2 separate regions of the Mus musculus genome follow, and region 1 is linked to region 2. A link is a contact called in public promoter capture Hi-C data. All regions are on one chromosome and are shown on one strand. Each heading gives the region's core, a stretch centred on a gene start, on an enhancer-like site or on the middle of the called end of the contact. The rest is flanking DNA. Distances are from core to core; before and after follow the strand shown.

Region 1 (2,700 bases), core at 118-2,617, 3.3 Mb after region 2:
GCTGCCATGGACTGTACTCTAAGCCCTAGCCATCTGGCTGGAAATTCTAGCTACCAGGGAGGGGGGGGGGGGGGGGAAACTGCCTGAACTATCTATCAGTTCAAATCTGTCCGGGTGTCTAGGAAAACAATTCAACTGCGCATGTGCATTTCTTGGTGGCTCTGGAGAAGCACCAAAAAGGACATTCTTGCTGAAGCAATAATACAAAACTATTTCGCAAGGCTAGGGGGTGTGGATCCATGGTAGAGTGGAATTAAGGCCTTAGGTTCCATCCCTACCACCGCAAAACAAGCAAAACATGCATTTTTGGCAGTTGTCTCACAGACTCTCACCCCGCAGGCGGTAGCCCTCTGCCTCCAGCTCCAAGTCGCACCCGATGCCCTCTCGATACAGACGCTCAATGCTGTGCAGATTCTCCCTCAGCTCCTCTGCCTGGCTGAGCTTCTTTTCATTTCCCCTGGCTTTACCAAGTCCTTCTGGCTTCAGCTGGGCCGCCTTCTTCACCCGGGGTGCTCCCAGCGCCTCTGCAGCAGCCAGCACTTCGTCCTGTGAGGCGGGGCCCAGCACCCCCTCGTAGGCAAAGGTCAGCGCAGCCTCCCAGCCCCTCGGGGTCACATCAAGGCTGAAACTGGGCTGCTGACCCCCACCGCTCAGCAGCCTGCCTCGGAAGAGGCTGCTAATTGCAGCCAAGATCACCCGATGCACCCCATATACCTGTCCCCCCACAGACACCTCTTCATCCAGCAGCAGCTTCTGCTCCCGCAGTCTCTGCGCTTCAGCGAAGAACTGGCAGGGGTGCTCCACGCTGCACAGCATCTCAGGCTCCGCTGAGTCGTCGCTGTCATCCTGCTTCTTCCCTTTCTCCGGAGATGAAGCTAGAAAGGGAAGGTTTCCTGAAACGAAGGGGCTAGGTGGGTCAGGCTCTGCCAGAGAAAAGGAAAACAAGCCGGGATCCTCATCGGAAGAGGGAGACCGGGAGAAGGTTCTTCCGGCAGGCACAGGTAGTTCAAGACTGTCCTTCTCGATAGGAAGGGAGACATGCTCCAAGTCTGAGGAAAGGCTTGCCATCTTCCAGACGCTTGTGAGGTTGCCGCAGGTGCCCAGGCATGAGAGAAGTATACCTGAGCAGCACTCAGGAAAACAGAACTGTCTTCAATTCAGCTGTCAGTCCCTCACTCCGTCCGGTGACACACTAACTTTGGGCTATATGGCGCTAACTAACCATAGGGTTCACCAAGTGCAACAGAACCACAAACGCCTGTAGCCATCTGGCTCAGGACAAAGCCCCGCTTTCCACTCGTTTTCTTTTAATCCCAGGCAGGAGACACCGGGCTTCTGCTTGCCCTCTCTTGAGTTCCCAGTCTGCTTAGGACTGCTGTGTACGGATCCTAGCAGTGCCCGCACTTGGCTAATTATAGCTAGCCTGAGGGCTAAACCCTCATCTCTCAGTGCTGGAAGCTGACACTCAATGCACTGGGCCAAGTCCTGGGATGACTTCCCCTTTCCCTCCTTCCAAACCTGTAGGTCACAAGAGTGTGTTGAGTGGGGAAAATTGCAAAGCAAAGGGAACGCAAACGTTGGGTAGAGTGAGCCAGGCCAGAAGGACTGACTGTTTTCCCAGTTGGTGGCTGGAGGTGACAGGAGGCTAGTGAGGGAGTCTGGAAAGTCTAGACTATAAACAATTAACATTTGACTCATCTTCCTCCATCATAGCTGTGGGATTTGGGGGGGAAATATCTCTTAACATCTGCCTGACTTTGCTGTTCCTTCATAACCCCAGAGGGTGGACCAAAAGCCTAACACTTTACACAGCAGTGATAACCAAACTGAAGGTGTAAATCAGAGATGTGTATTTTTAGGAACTGGTTTTAACAGGTAATGTCTTCTATGTGGCCTCCACTTCCCTTAAGTCCTGAACTCTGGTGGAAATCTCCTGTGAAGGGATTATATGCAGGTACCACTAGGACTGCCAGAAAGTTAAACTCTAATGGCTCTTGTCCTTCCCTAACCGCCCCCCACCCCCCGGCCTCCTGGCCATGCTCTAAGAGAATTTGAACTCACTAGTGGATTTCCTCTTCAGATTCTTCAGAAAGAGGAAGCTTATATCATGTTGTTAGACATGCCTCTAAACCATAGAAGGGAACAGAAGTGAGGCTGCAGGTCCAGTTGGACCAATGCTTCTCAAGGATGGCTTCATCAGGGTGTCCACCAATGGAAGCTCTGAACTCTCTTCTCCCAAGTCACACTGCCAGCACTCAGAGCTGCCTGCTGGATACCAACTGATGTTTTCTTCATACTCCACCCTGAGACTGAAGTCTGCCTTAGTAAGGACAGGGTCAGTAGCCATGTAGGGCCTAGAGCCTGGGTTATAGAAACCAGTTGCCGGGGCTGGAGAGATGGCTCAGTGGTTAAGAGCACTGGCTGCTCTTCCAGAGGTCCTGAGTTCAATTCCCAGCAATCACATGGTGGCTTACAACCATCTGTAATAGGATCTGATGCCCTCTTCTGGTGTGTCTGAAGACAGCTACAGTGTACTCATATAAATAAAATAAATGAATATTAAAAAAAAAGAAACAAGTTGCCCGTCAATTTTCTGGTGACTGTCATCAAATGCTGGTGACTACAACCTGGCTAGATCTTTGGTCTGAACTCTTTGCCCCTTCTCTGGGGTCTGTTTAAATGCAATCAGGCAGGATCAGA
Region 2 (2,700 bases), core at 59-2,558:
AAAAGAAATGAGCCCCATTCACAGGAATAATGGGGATTAAAACACCCCCAAAATTTACATGTTACATAGCCTTGCAGTTAAATGCACCCGTATATGGATCCAGGATGTCTGGGTTTTAACTGTTTGGGGCCTTGGAACAAGGCATTTACTACGTACAAGTCTCCTCAAGTAATCGGCTGGCAATAACTTGCATGGGTTGTTGTAAAAAAATAAATGCTTCAAATTTAGGACTAAAAAATTGTTTTATCTGGACATAATAGCACACACACTTTTCCCAGCGCTCAGGAAGCAGAGGCAGAAGGATCTCTCCGAGTTCCAGGCAAGTCTTATTTATATAGTGAGTTCCAGGCCACCCAGAGAGAGCTACATAGTGAGACACTGTCTCAAACAAACATACTAAAAAGTTACCTATTTCGTTATTGTTGAAACAAACGTTAGGAGTAAAAGATTCTTCAGCTAAGCATTCAGTTTTCTAATATCTTAATTCAAAAGAAAGACAAAATATTTCCTTAAACGCAGTTCTTTTAACTAAGGACTTGCAACTCAAAAACACAGTCCAGTATCCCCAGTGACAAAATCAACTTTGGGATTACAGAAGGAAGTAACCTAGTCCTGGTCCTCGTTCACAAAGAGCTGTATCCACCTGTGACACAGACAACCAAGGTTCAAGCCCTCCTAACCAATTTAGTTCTCTGCGGATTCCTTCTGTAAAATGTATTTATGTCTGAAGACGGGAAAAGGTAAAACTACGCTTCTGAATGGGAGAACTAAGACTCCTCTACACAGACTTCTCCAGAAGGACTGTATTTCCTTTCCCCAAGTACCCAAGAGGACCCTAGAGAAACTCTGGTGGGTGGTGGGGAACAGCAACCTACGTTCACCTAGCACCCACCCCCACCCTGCCACTGGCAACAAAGCGCCAGCGCAAAGCAGCTCCATTCTCTTTTCCACACTCGCAGGGCTCCTGGGCCCGGCCTAGGGTGTCCAGCCTCCAGCCTCTGGTGGCTGGGCCAGAGGAATCAGAGAAGCAGAAACAATAGGGCCGTGGCGGCCGCCGTACCTCTCCCGGTCGCGGCCGTCGAAATAGACGAAATCACCGCTCTGGACGCACTTGGCGCAAGTCAACCGCCGGCGAGTGGTGTTGCACAGAGGACACCGCTCAACAGCCACGTAAAGGCCCTCGGCGTCGTCCACCGAGTCCACCAGGTCCCGTGCTAGCGCCCGCGGCCCAAAACCAGGAGCCTCGGGCGTCCAAGATCCCTTCCCACTGGGAGACGCCATGATGATCTGAGCTCAGGGCCAGTCACGTGGGATTTTGTTTTTATCCAGGTGCATCCTGGGCTCGGAGGCGGGGCCTGAAGGCCGGGGCGGGAAAGGGGGCGGTCCAGAGGTTGGGGCTGGAGCTCAGAGGCGGAGAATCTAGGAACCAGGGATCTTCTTGTCCTACTTCCCACACTCCTTGGCGGCTGCGCAGTTCAACCCTTGGAGTGGCGCCAAACGAAGCCTCTACGTTATGCAAAATACAGTAATAAGTGCCCAAGCATTCTCAGTGAAGGTGCGGGAACAGAACAAGGGATTTCATTTCATTCATTAAGGTTACTTTTAGGTTTTGGGCTAAAACTGCAAGGAGCAAGGTTGGGAGAGAGTTGGATCTCAAACTAACTGAAGTTTGACTCACCTTCCTTCTTAAAAGCTGTGGAATTTGAAGAAAATCTTTTAACGCCTCTGCCCGACTTTGTCTTGGTTGGGGATATACTTGCTATACCTCCATAACCAGAGAGGGTTGAGCAAAAACCTCCCATAGCAGGCTAACACTCCCGACATCAGTAAAAACAAACAAACAAACAAACAAACAAACTGAAGATGTAAATCAAAGATAAATGTGGGGTTTTTTTCTTTTCTTTTCTTTTTTTTTTTTTTTTTTGAGACAGGATAGCCCTGGCTGTCCTGGAACTCACTCTGTAGACCAGGCTGACCTCGAACTCAGAAATCTGCCTGCCTCTGCCTCCCAAGTGCTGGGCGCACGCCCGGCGATAAATGTTTTTGAAATCAGCTTTTAATGGATAGTGCTTCTACGTAGCCTCCATTTCCCTCGAGTTCCAGTCCTCCTGTGGCAGCCTCGTGAGCTAACAGATTTCAAGCGTGTAATCACAGAAATCTAGCTGTAAGCACAGCCAGAAAACTGAGTTCTATTGGCTTCTGTCCTTCCCTCTCCTCTGGGTCATGTTCTAAGAGAATTTGAACTCGATAGTTAGGATTTCCTCCTAAGATTCTTCAGAAAGGATTTTCTCTTAGCGCGGGTCGCTTGCGTGTAGCAGCAGCCGCTCCGGTCACCGTCACGAGGGGCGGGCAGCGGCGGGGTCGACAGCTAGTGGGGTGCAGCGCTCGCCAGTGGTCGCGATGAGTTTACCCCTCAATCCCAAGACTTCTCTCAATGGACTGACAGGAAAGCCAGTGATGGTGAAACTTAAGTGGGGCATGGAGTACCTGGTCTCCATGGATGGCTACATGAACATGCAGCTTGCAAATACAGAAGAGTACATAGATGGGGAGCTGTCTGAACATCTAGGTGAAGTTCTAAAAAGGTGTAATAATGTCCTCTACATCAGAGGCATTGAAGAAGAAGAGGAAGATGGGGAAATGAGAGAGTAGCATCTTGGAGGATTTTATATATATTCTATACAATAAAGATTTGGGTGG

What was found. Promoter capture Hi-C pulls out the DNA fragments that hold promoters and counts their contacts.
Region 1: a promoter capture Hi-C map of embryonic stem cells shows a contact between it and region 2, with 120 times the contacts expected there. The contact joins the promoter of Klhl33 here to the promoter of Atg14 in region 2. A contact is called at or near these places in 4 of 39 promoter capture datasets (the 3T3-L1 cell line, the C10 cell line, embryonic stem cells and 1 more) and 1 of 484 Hi-C or Micro-C datasets (embryonic stem cells).

The regions. Positions count from the first base shown.
Region 1 is chr14:50,896,116-50,898,815 of GRCm38.p6, forward strand. Klhl33 (kelch-like 33) reads right to left here and starts at 1,368. Exons shown (of 4, transcript NM_001370764.1): 1 at 333-1,368. The coding sequence starts at 1,068.
Region 2 is chr14:47,567,126-47,569,825 of GRCm38.p6, forward strand. It overlaps Atg14 (autophagy related 14), which reads right to left and starts at 1,309. Exons shown (of 10, transcript NM_172599.4): 1 at 1,061-1,309. The coding sequence starts at 1,281. It also overlaps the pseudogene Gm6616.